4 separate regions of the Mus musculus genome follow, and regions 1, 2 and 4 are each linked to region 3. A link is a contact called in public ChIA-PET, HiChIP or PLAC-seq and promoter capture Hi-C data. All regions are on one chromosome and are shown on one strand. The core of a region is the stretch at or near the end of the contact, and the rest is flanking DNA. Distances in the headings are between cores, read along the strand shown.

Region 1 (2,766 bases), core at 31-2,530, 180 kb after region 3:
GCTCAGCAAGTAAATACACCGGCCATACAAGTGTGTAAACCTGAGTGCCGTGCCCAGACACGTGTAAACACAGGTACACAGTGTGCCTGTGATCTTAGTGCTCCTATGGTGAGATGAAAGGCAGGAGAATCCCTGGAACTGGTGGGTCAGCTAAGCCTGGACCTTACCACAAACATCCCTGTCCCAAAAGGATGACGGTAAAAACTGTTACCCAAGGCTATCCCCTGACTTCCACATGTGTGTTGTGGCGCACACAACCACATACACACAAATGTATGCATATACATACAGACATCACACACGCACACACACACACACACACACACACACACACACATGCAAAAGAGTTCAAAGACAGCCATGGCTACATTGTCAATTTTAGGATAGCTGGTGCTACATAAGAGCCTGTCTTTTAAAAAAGTGTTTTTAAAGGTAAGGGAAACCTCAGAAGAAAACAAGAAACTTAAGAATGCCTTTAATTGGGGCTGGAGAGATGGCTCAATGGTTAAGAGCACTGATTGCTCTACCGAAGGTCCTGAGTTCAAATCCTAGCAACCACATGGTGGCTCACAACCATCTGTAATGAGATCTGATGCCCTCTTCTGGGGTGTCTGAAGACGCCTATAGTGTACTAACATATAATAAATAAATAAATATTTCTAAAAAAGAATGCCTTTAATCCCAACATGGGTGTGTATGTGGAGTGGGACAGAGGGATGTCTGAGTTTGAGGCCAGTCTGGTCTAGTCTACAGAATGAGTTCCAGAACAGCTAGGGCTACACAGAGAAACCTTGTCTCAAAACAAAACAAAACACAAAAAACAAAAAAGAAAGAAAGAAAAGGGAAGGGAAACAAGAAACTACTCAGAACTAAGACAGTGAGGTCATCAGGAGATGAACCTAGAAGGACATTCATTCTAAAGCAAGGCTCCGGGGAGGCGTAACCTTCAGTGCCCACCACAGAACAGAAAACCCAAGGCTGATAACTGGTAGCTGATAACAAAATAGGAAGGAGGGAAATCACAGAGGAAACAGATCTGTCAAGGATAAAACCAAGAGCGAATCAGTGGAGCCACAGCTGGATCCTCGAAGAGACGGGTATTGACAAGTCTCTGGCAAGAGCACCCTATAACGTGTGAGAAATGAACAAAGAAAAACCGCATAACGCAGCTAGAGCCGATTCAAAACCAACAATCGCTCACGTTTCTGAGCTGGCATCACGCCGCGTTCGATTGCGCAATGTGTGTTTACAGGTGAGATTGACTCCCACGTCCTCTGTGCCCCTCCGCCTGTGCCGCAGGACTTCCTGCCAGTCCCTCTGCCCGTTAGACATTCTCTTCCACGCCTGTGGTCAGGCTGTTTCCTGAGCTGGAAATGGCCTCCCTCTCCTATGCAAACAGTAAGATCCACAGCAGCCTCCTCAGGCTCTTCCTAACAACAACGTGCCTCCATCCGTCCTGCCTTCCCCATCACTAGGAGGACCAAGGATAGCGACATGCTCACTTGAAGAAGTCCACAAGTGGGTGGGGCTGGGGATGCGGCTCAGCTGGTAAAGTGCTTGCCGGCAAACACGATGAACTCTTCAGATCCCTAGAACACATTAAACACACACACACACACATAAATAAAGGCTAGGTGTGTACATTCAGAGAGTTTTCTCTGCTCCCATCAAACACATTTGCTTCTGCCCTCTTCCTGGCAGAGCATCTCCTGGTGATGTCTGCAGCCCCCTAAGTTTGAGCACATTATGTCTTGACTAAGGAATTGGTCAATTGACGGCTAAGGAGCCTCAAGACCCACCTGTGCCAGGCAAACCTCTGAGCCCTTGGCTGGTTTAAGCCTCACAGCCAATGACAGTGTGCACAGCCGTTTACAGCCGACAAGACAGAGGCCCAGGATGGACTGGGTGGGTGGAGTCGGGCCTTAAAGCTACACTGGGAAAGGCCATTCTATTCTGTTCCTTTAAAGTCAGATCCTGCAATGCCTGAAAGTTGCTATGGAGACCAAGCCAGTCTCTAACTTTCAGCAGCCCTTCTGCCTCTACCTCTGCCTCTCAAGTGCTGGTATTCCAGGGACATGTGCCATCACACTTGGCAAAATAGTTTTTCTTTTATTCTGAGACAGGGTTTCTCTGTGTAGCCCTGGCTGTCTAGGAACTTACTCTGTAGACCAGGCTAGCCTCAAACTCAGAGATTTGCCTGCCTCTGCTCCTGAGTGCCAGCATCCCTGCAGAGGCCATGGAAGGTGTGGATCTGCTGCAACTGGAGTTACAACCAGTTGTTGGTGGCCATGGCTGGGAACAGAACACCTATCTTCGAAAAGGGTAGCCAGTGCTCTTGACTGCTGAGCCATCTCTCCAGCCCCACAAAACTAAATCTTAAAAAAAAGAATGGCACATAGCCCCAGGCATGGTGGCTTTCGCCTGTGATCTGAGACAGGAATTTCATGAACAGCCTGGGCTACATAGTGATTTCCAGGCCAGCTTGGGCTATAATGTCAGACCTTCTGCGTAAACAACAATGACAACTTAAGAGAATGTCTCACAGACCAAGCAGACCAGCTGGCATGGCTAGATGGTCTAAGCGGGCTGTCGTTACATTTGCAAGTCTGCATCCACTGCCCACCCACCCCAGCTCTAGTAGTCTGTGACAACGAAGTAAGGACATGTCCTCAGGTGACCCTCACAGCCACAGTCCCTATAGAGTATTCCCAAGGTGAAATGGAAACTTAAGGATTCTTCAGAAAGTCAGTTGTGTTGGATGGTGTC
Region 2 (2,700 bases), core at 87-2,586, 160 kb after region 3:
ACTGTGGGTTTCATCTGGAACCAGTTCTTGAGTATGAAAGGCCCCGACTTTGCCGCCTTTCTATGTCTACTGTACTGAGACCCAAAAGAAGGGAAATCGTTTTAGATGTGAGACTGGATTAAAATTCAAGTTCAAAAGCATGCAGGCTGGACCCGGGAGGTGGCAAAAGATGAGAGGCTCCATCCAGGCCATCCTCAGCCACACAGTGAGTTCAAGGTCACCCCAGACTACAGGAGGAGCATTTGTCTCAATAAACGCACACAGAGAGCTAACCAGAACACCACAGCTGTCATCTGTGCTGCTGAGCCTGATCAGGATGCTAAAGACCTCTCAGAAGAACGGGGTCCAGGATAGGCCCAGGATAGCCCCGAGGATGCCTGGGCATTTCTGCCTCTGCCTCTGCCTCTGTTTCATTGTCATATATACAGAAGTATGCACAAGCAGCCCCAAACTGCCCCTGCTGTGCTGAAGATGAAAGCAAGCAATATACTCTACACTACTTTTTTTTTTTTGGTGGTGGTGGTGGGAGGGAGGGGGAGGGGGAGGGGAACAGGAGAAAGGAGGGGGGCTGGGAAGGGAGGGGGCGAAGGATGGAGAAAGAGAAGGGAGGGAGGGTGAGATCCTGTGAAGGACAAAATACTTTCAGGAATCAATTCTCTCCTCCTGTCATGAGGGTGGGCTCATATTTAGGTCCTCTAGCTCGGCATGGGCCGCAAGACCCTTTGTCCATTGAGCCATCTCGCCAGCCCCTAGACCACTGCAGCTTCCCTCTCTCGCTGGCGTCCTCTCTTTCCGTTTTTAAAAGCCATTCTACTTAAGCATCAAGTAGAAATGTAGTTTTGTAAAGGGACCGATCTTCTCTTTCAAGCCAAATGAGGGTGCCCCCCCCCCCATACCCACCCTCCTCTCATCTCACGGCTCGGTTCTTGCTCTAGGGCTCTAGGAGGCCCGATCTGTTCAGCAGCTCTGATTGATAACACAAATCACCCCGGAGGCTCTGAGGAAGGGACTTGGATGTCAGCTGGAGGTGCAGTGGGAGTCACGGCCCTGCCCCCACATCGTTTATTCTTTCACCGCATGGCAAGCTCCGAAGGACCGGAGCAATTCCACCAGCTCTCAGAATTGGCACACCGCGAGCCTCCTCTCCCCGGACCACCGCGCTGCCATAAATAGACACCACGTGGCCTCCTTTTATGATAAGGTTAGGGGGAAACGAGTGCGTGGGGAGAGGCCGGCGGGAGAGTGGCAGCTCCGAGTCACAGGGATAAAGCCTGCGCAGCACTGCTCTTCTTGCCTGGGGCGGGATCAAAAGCGGGAGCCGAGTGGCAGCCGCTGGGCTCCCCAGGCGCTTCCTTTGGTGGTTCCCTGACTCCCAGCAGCGGTTCCTGCCCTCAGCCATCTTCATCACTCCTGCTGGGGCTGCAGGCGCCCTGCCTTGCCAGGCTTTGTGGCTCCCCCGGCTCATTTTCTGATAGAGCTGTCAGTTTTTATTGCTGATAGGAGAAATCATGCTCTCTCTTAGCTGAATGTTAATTGGCCTTTTCCTCTCTCATTCTGTGAGAACATGTAGTCCCCTTGTCTATTCACCCCTCCCCACCCCCCAAAGGTAGAAGCAGCATTCTGGAAAGACAAGGAAGGTGGTTCTTGCTAAATTGCTAATTGTTAATTCAGAGGTTAAGAAAAAGCTAAATGGGGGGCGGGGAGGGCGGAGCTATAACCATACTTCTGAAGTCTCCATGAGCCTAGTGTGGACTATATATATTCTCATTGGCTATAGAGGGCCCAAGAATCAATAGGGGGATGGGTAAAGTCAAATGTGGAGGGGCTAGGCACCAAGCCAGCCCCGGTTGCTGCAGAGATAGAGCCAGAGACACCTGACAAACTGATGGGTCAGTACAGCTGTGACTGTAGCAGCGACAGAGGTAAATAGCCAGTAAAGACAAAGTTAGAAACTCAGCCTTGAGAACAGCCAGGAACTAGCTGGCAGGAGGCTGCAGTAGGGATGTCCCAGTTAGGAAAGGCGGTGCAAGTCATAGATGCCGCAAAACAGGGCAGTGAACTGGAGACGTTTGATATGACAGCCCAGCACAGGGTTGTTGCCCTACAATTCTCTTGTACTTAAAAAGTAAACTGGTGGGCTGGAGAGATGGCGCCGGGGTTAAGAATGCGGGGTGTTCTTAACAGAAGACCGTTTGATTCCCGGCACCCACATGGCTCCCAGCCACCTGTAACTCCCATTTCAGGGGCTCTGACGCCCTCTTCTGGCCTCTGTTAGCACTGCATGCATGTAACGCATAAACATACATGCAGGCAAAATACCCATACACATAATTTTTTTTAATTAAGTGAACAAACCAGGGGGCAGCAATACCTGTAATCCCATCATTTTGGAGACTGAGACTGAGTGACAAGTCTGAGACCAGTGTGACTCCCCTTCTCATAAAGGAAAGGAAGAGGGAGCCGGGAATAGCCTTATGAAGATTTAACTGTAAAACGTGACTACTTAAAGTATACAATTTAATTTTTTTTTAAGTACATTTACAAAGCTGTGTGCCCACAGCCAACTCCAGAACATTCTACAGGGAAGTTTTCTGAGAACAGCTTTGATAAGGACGGGGCATGATGAAATGGCAACAATGTCTCTTGTCAGTTTGTCAGCAGAGCCCAGCGAGGCTGGAGAGTGAGGGGGAGTGAGCCAAG
Region 3 (2,819 bases), core at 3-2,502:
ATCTCTCATATACATACGTACATACATACACACTCACAAACTACCACAGTAAAGCTTTATAGTAATTTTTTCATAAGCCATAAAACAAGCATAATACATACTTGAGTGTGAGAGGTGCTTCTAATTCAAGTAACTGGCACTTTTTCAAATCATACAGTAAACATGAGGTCATAATTCAAGTCCTAATAAAAAATTCCAAATAACTCATATGTATAATCTTAAGTGTCTCCTTATGTGACAGGCATGATTTTAACTAATATAAAAGAAAACCTTCTTTTAACACATACACAAGATAAACATTATGAGCCCATTTTGCCATCCACGTTTAAAGACCATTAAGGCTATACAGACCAAAATTTTTTAAAAAATGATCTAAAAAAACCATAGTGAGCTATATTTTATGGGGAATTGAGCAAAAACAAAAAAACAAACAAAAACAAAACAAAACAAAGTCTTCCACAAACAAGAGCAAAATCCAAGTTGGTCTAAGAGTACTTACCATTCAAAAGCATATGGCCCAGGGCCCTCACACACCAGAAAATCAGTAAAACTAACGGGTTCTTCAGCATCTGCCAGGGAAGTACCCTGCTACCACTAGGAATAAACCGGGGATGCAAACCATTTACTGCATCCTGAGGTGGATATTAATTCTGCAAGCCTACTACATCGCATAGCTAATTCTACTTTATCCCTACTCCAAGACTGAAATTGGAATTTGAAGTTAGCCAAGTAAGAGTCACCTAAAAGATCTTGAAATAGCATCCCTTCCCCACGTGGAAAGGGCTTCCAACAAAAACAGACCCAATCATCGCATCCATATTTCCCAATTAGCCAGTGCTTTTTCGGAAAACTCTTATCACAAAGGAAAAAAAAAAAGCATAATAATGTGCATTCAACATAAGCTAGACTGCTATTAATAGTGTGCGTTTTCTCTTCAGAAGCACAGAAAAGCACTGGGAATTGAGCACAAACTACCCTGACCAAGTTACTTCTCAAGCCAGTGAGGCGCATCTTACATCTCTCAGTAAAGTTCCTATGATCAAAATGAGAGCGAGCACAAAACCGGAGTGGAAGAACCACCAAACCAAACTCAAATAAACCTTCGAAATGTCTGGCCTGCAAGGGAGTCTTTAACAGAAGTGTAATTGAGGCATGAGAGGGTAGGTAACTTGCCCAGGGCTACAGTTTATTTGGTGGCCAAGCTGGAAGTGCATTCCAGGCCTCCTAGATCAGAATTTAGTGCCGTTTCCCCAGCTGCCAATGCCACCCCATGTAAAATCTTTTATAAAACTCTTCACTAAGGCTGTTAACATAAGGGTCCAATTATCATTCAAAGATCAGCCTGTTAGATAATAGCTCAAAAATTCCATCCATTTTTATAGCATTTACCAGAGTCATCTAATCTCTGGAGGGAGAACGCAGAGCTCGGGTAGAAACCCCTAATTCTGATTCGTCCCCAAAGGAGTTGAATACAGGCAGGCAAGCAAAACTGGTGTCCGCACCCACAAACCGTGGAGGAATCCGCAGCTCCACTGCCCCCCCCCAACACACACACACACACACACACTAAATTCCACTCCCATCCCGGCGCACTCAAGACATCCCACCTCCCGCCGCAGGCCGGATAGCAAACTCTTCTATAAGCCACCACTTTTCCGTGAGAATGAGGAAGAGAGACTCAGAGCCTCGCCTTCCCATCCCCTACCCGCGAGAAAGAGCTCCTTCGTGGACTCCGCGGGACCCTGCGCCCTGCCCTGCTCACCGCGGCGGGGGAGGGGAGAGCGCCCCACACAGGAAGTGCATCCTGCGCCCCTAGCTCGCGCCCCGCCGCCGGGTACCTGCTCTGGGCCGCCGGCAGGCGACAGGCAGCCGCATCCACATGGCCTCAGGTGTTCGCGCGGCTGCTCCGCCAGCCCCAGCCGGCCCCTCCCCGGCCCGCTCCAAGCCCGGCCCTTCACGGGTGCCTCGCCCCCAGCCCCCGGCCAAGAGGCCAGCAACGCCGGTCCCCGCGGGGCTGCCAAGAACGTGGACCCCTCAGCACCTCAGGCCGCAACGACCAGGTATCTCCGCCCGCAGCCCCAGAGCCTCCGGCCGCTCTGCCCTGACGCCGGTCCTGGCCGTTGACCCCTCGGCAGCCCACGCCGGTCCCCTCAGCCCGCTCCGCGACTCCCGAGGCTCAGCACTTGCAGGGCGGGCCGGGCCACGACCTGTGCTCCCAGCAGCCAGCCTGAGCGGCGCGGCCCGGTCCCGGCCCCTCGGGCTGCCCTTTCTCCTCAGGCCGGGCGGCGGTTACCTGCAGGAGCCCCCCGGCCCGTCCCTCGGCCTCCGCCGGCGCTGGGAGGGGAGGGGGCGGCGGCGCGGCGCGGGGTGGGGGTGGGGGTGCCTCCACCGCCTCCAGCGCGGACGCCCAGGCCGACGGCGGGGCGGGCCGGGGCCGCGGCCCCTAGAGGCTCGCTCCGGCCCGCGCGCTCGCTGGCTCACTCCCCGCTCCGGCGCGCCTCAGGGAGGGCTCCCCCGGCTGAGGCCGTGGCCGCCTCGCAGGGGCCGAAGGCGGCTCGGCTCCGGGTTTTTTCTCTCCATTCTCCCAACACACAGGAAATAACAGAGCGTCAGGTGACGGCGCGCAGCCAATGAGGCGGCTCCGGGCCCCGGCGCGCGGGCGGGCGGGAGGGCGCGCGGCGGGGCGGGGCGGGCGCAGGGGGCGGGGCCGGGGGCGGGGTGGCGCGCTGCCCACCCGCGTGTGGCAGCGTCGAGAGGCGCAGCAAGGAGACCCCCTACTCTGCGGTCCGGGACCACGCGCCCAGTGCTACCTCCAGCCC
Region 4 (2,700 bases), core at 197-2,696, 220 kb after region 3:
GGAAGCCAGCTCATGCTGCAAGAGACCCCGTCTGAAACAGAACTACAAATGTCATGCTTTCTGTAAAAAATTAATAAGTATGTCTAGAAAGAACTGCAGTGATTACTGTTAGACTTGTCTTTTAAAAATGAAAAACTAACAGACAAACAAATAAAATAATGGTTGGAAGGATAATTTCCAAACCAGGTGTGACCACTCATAACTGTAATGAGTTGAGACGGGGAGGGTGGGGAAGTACAGCAAGTTCGAGGCCAGCCTGAGCCTCAGGAAGTTCTGAACAGCCCAGGGAGAGGGGGACCCTGCCTAGACGGCGGCAGGGAGAAAAAAAAAAAAACAAAACATATTTTTATTCTGAAACTCCCAGTCTTTCAACATCCTCCACTGAGGGTTTTGTAGGAATTTCCATCTGACCACCAGGATTCTGTAGGGCCCGTGGCAAGCCCCCATTCACAACCCACTGGTCTACCAGACTCTTACCTGTGTGCAGTACGGGGGCACATTAAGGATAAAAAGGGTTCGATCGGGAGGCCATGTGGACTGGGTGCCTTGGCGAACTCGGTGCTGTCTCATGTAGAGGTAATGAGGAGCCTGCTGCTTTGCCGAGAACTTGACTGGAACAGCTAACAGGGGAAACGAGCGCAGGAGAGTTTGGGGTACCCTGAAAGGAGGTCTGTGTCTATGCCACCCAAGTTCCAATTCACTATGTCTCTTTCTAGCTCCATCGGCCCGCCTGTTCATCCACCCATCCACGGGAAGCTGGAGGGAAATGTATTCGGATAATCACCGCAGGAGGCTGAGGGGGCGGGCACAGTGTTGCGTTCTCGGAGCATCCGCTGTCTGACATCATCAGCCCCCCCCCCCCCCCCCCATAGCATGGGCTGCTCTGCTTGGCACACCAACTCTCTTCCCTCCACCCATTCTTCGTTTAGGGCTAACTCCCCCCCCCCCACCCCTCCTGCCGACTTAGCCCCACCTTCCCAGTTAAGTCTACACCAGTGGGATGCGAATCTCGGGGCTGGGAGGGCGACAGCTGCGGAAGCGCTTGTTAAAGAACGAGACACGAGCAGAACAGCGGATAACTAGCTTCTGAGGACGACGAAGCTGCAACGCTGGGCCTAGGACGCCTGGCGCCGCCTGGAGGAACCGCGCCCGAGCCCAAGGCCTTTCGGAGGAACAGCCGCGGAATCAGCACCCAGAGTCGGGGCGGCGGGGTCCTGCACCCCGATACCTGACGAGTTGCCAGGGCCTCTGCCACCTGCAAGCCACCTTCCCGCAAAATGGTGGGTCCCTGGCCCTCAGCTGCTCACCTGAATACCCCGGTGGGCTCGGTATGCTCTCCTCGTGGCCGCCAGCCTTCCGTTTCTTCCTGCGAGACACCATCTTGGCCAACTGGGAGCGCAGAGACGGCTGGGAGTTCCGTGTTCCGGCGCCGCTGCGTTTCCACGACGACGGCGTCACGCGGGGCCCCGCCCTCTCAGCCCTAGGCCCGCCTCCCGGGATCTTGCCCGGCCCTAAGATTTAGCCTTCCCTGTCCTATTGGGAAGTAGAGGGAGGCTGGAGCAATAAATGGAAAGAGCACTGGCTGCTCTTCCAGAGGATAGGGGTTCGTTTCCGATCACTCAAAAATTATCTGGAACCCAGTTCCAGGACACGTGGTGCACAGGCACACTCAACACATAATTTTTGTTTGTTTTTCGAGACAGGGTTTCTCTGTGTAGTTCTGACTGTCCTCACTCTAGACCAGGCTGGCCTCGAACTCAGAAATCCGCCTGCCTCTACCTCCCAAGTGCTGGGATTAAAGGCGTGTGCCACCACTGCCCGACTATAATTTTTTTTTTTCTTTGAGACAGGGTTTCTTTGTATAGCCATGGCTGTCCTGGAACTTTCTCTGTAGACCAGGCTGGCCTCGAACTCAGAAATCTGCCTGCCTCTGCCTCCCGAGTGCTGGGATTAAAGGCGTGTGCCACCACTGCCTGGCTTATTTGAGATTTTTTTTTTAAAGATTTATTTATTATTTTACATAAGTACACTGTAGCTGTCTTCAGACATACCAGAAGAGGGTGACAGATCTCATTACGGATGGTTGTGAGCCACCATGTGGTTGCTGGGATTTGAACTCAGGACCTCTGGAAGAGCAGTCAGTGCTCTTACCCGCTGAGCCATCTCACCAGCCCCCGACTATAAATTTTTAAAAAATAAATAGCATTCCGTATAAATCGTGGTGCAACTGGGATTTTGTGCAGTGAGATGCCATGAACAGTCAGTCTCTTTAGTTGAGAGAGCAAGGGGCTGAGAGGCCTGGGGTTGAAACTGTAAACAAAGAGTACTTGCTGGCAAGCCTGACATCTTGAATTACATCCATGGAAGATGAGAATTGTTTTCAGCAAGTTATCCTTTGACCTCCACACCCACTCCATGGCTTATGCCTCATGGCATGAGCTCTCTCCCTCAAGAAAATACTGTGTGTGTGCTGAGACAGGATTTCACCATGTAGCCTGGGCTGACCTGAGGCTAGCTATGTAGACTAGGCTGGGTTCAGTTTCACATGAGATCTGTCTGCCTCTGTCTCCTCCAGTGCTGGGATTAAAGGTGGACACTGCCACACATCACCCATGCTTGGCAGATTTTTTAAATTTTTACAAACTGAAGTGAGCCCAAATAAACTTTATCCATCTGGGCATGGCTTTAATCCTGGCTGAA

The links. ChIA-PET counts read pairs in DNA pulled down with a chosen protein or histone mark. HiChIP or PLAC-seq counts read pairs in DNA pulled down with a chosen protein or histone mark. Capture Hi-C pulls out chosen DNA fragments and counts their contacts.
Region 1: a contact with region 3 is called in an RNA polymerase II ChIA-PET map of memory CD8 T cells, with 22 read pairs. The contact joins the enhancer-like site here to the promoter of Tbrg3 in region 3. A contact is called at or near these places in 4 of 39 promoter capture datasets (the C10 cell line, the HPC-7 cell line, cranial neural crest and 1 more), 1 of 484 Hi-C or Micro-C datasets (nephron progenitors), 13 of 115 datasets of contacts at active chromatin or transcription factors (embryonic basal ganglia, embryonic forebrain, embryonic hindbrain and 8 more) and 3 of 9 other capture datasets (adipose tissue, liver and pancreatic islet).
Region 2: an H3K4me3 HiChIP or PLAC-seq map of forebrain shows a contact between it and region 3, with 4 times the contacts expected there. The contact joins the enhancer-like site here to the promoter of Tbrg3 in region 3. A contact is called at or near these places in 19 of 39 promoter capture datasets (the 3T3-L1 cell line, 3T3-L1-derived adipocytes, the HPC-7 cell line and 12 more), 13 of 484 Hi-C or Micro-C datasets (B cells, the C3H10T1/2 cell line, CD4 T cells and 7 more), 23 of 115 datasets of contacts at active chromatin or transcription factors (DN3 thymocytes, astrocytes, bone marrow-derived macrophages and 15 more) and 3 of 9 other capture datasets (adipose tissue, liver and pancreatic islet).
Region 4: a contact with region 3 is called in a promoter capture Hi-C map of liver. The contact joins the promoter of Rrp7a here to the promoter of Tbrg3 in region 3. A contact is called at or near these places in 8 of 39 promoter capture datasets (the 3T3-L1 cell line, 3T3-L1-derived adipocytes, cranial neural crest and 4 more), 3 of 484 Hi-C or Micro-C datasets (B cells, CD8 T cells and cortical neurons), 8 of 115 datasets of contacts at active chromatin or transcription factors (craniofacial prominence, effector CD8 T cells, embryonic basal ganglia and 5 more) and 3 of 9 other capture datasets (adipose tissue, liver and pancreatic islet).

The regions. Positions count from the first base shown.
Region 1 is chr15:83,074,886-83,077,651 of GRCm38.p6, forward strand. It overlaps Gm41366 (a long non-coding RNA gene), which reads right to left. Exons shown (of 3, transcript XR_875504.1): 3 at 791-1,589. Among named protein-coding and RNA genes, the nearest start is that of Gm41366, 5.9 kb to the right of the region's middle. Within about 2 kb of position 1,281, at least 25 of the 459 cell types and tissues checked have an H3K27ac peak or open chromatin away from gene starts, as enhancers often do. A contact at or near this core is called in memory CD8 T cells, where this site is marked.
Region 2 is chr15:83,055,490-83,058,189 of GRCm38.p6, forward strand. No RefSeq gene overlaps it. Among named protein-coding and RNA genes, the nearest start is that of Nfam1, 23 kb to the left of the region's middle. Within about 2 kb of position 1,337, at least 89 of the 459 cell types and tissues checked have an H3K27ac peak or open chromatin away from gene starts, as enhancers often do. A contact at or near this core is called in embryonic forebrain, forebrain, hippocampal neurons and 3 more, where this site is marked.
Region 3 is chr15:82,897,209-82,900,027 of GRCm38.p6, forward strand. Tbrg3 (transforming growth factor beta regulated gene 3) reads right to left here and starts at 1,253. Exons shown (of 1, transcript NR_027799.1): 1 at 1-1,253. The region is part of intron 1 of Tcf20 (transcription factor 20); the gene reads right to left. It overlaps Gm20324 (predicted gene, 20324), which reads left to right and starts at 1,872. Exons shown (of 4, transcript NR_045068.1): 1 at 1,872-2,060.
Region 4 is chr15:83,121,355-83,124,054 of GRCm38.p6, forward strand. Rrp7a (ribosomal RNA processing 7 homolog A (S. cerevisiae)) reads right to left here and starts at 1,447. Exons shown (of 7, transcript NM_029101.4): 1 at 1,308-1,447; 2 at 478-620. The coding sequence starts at 1,380.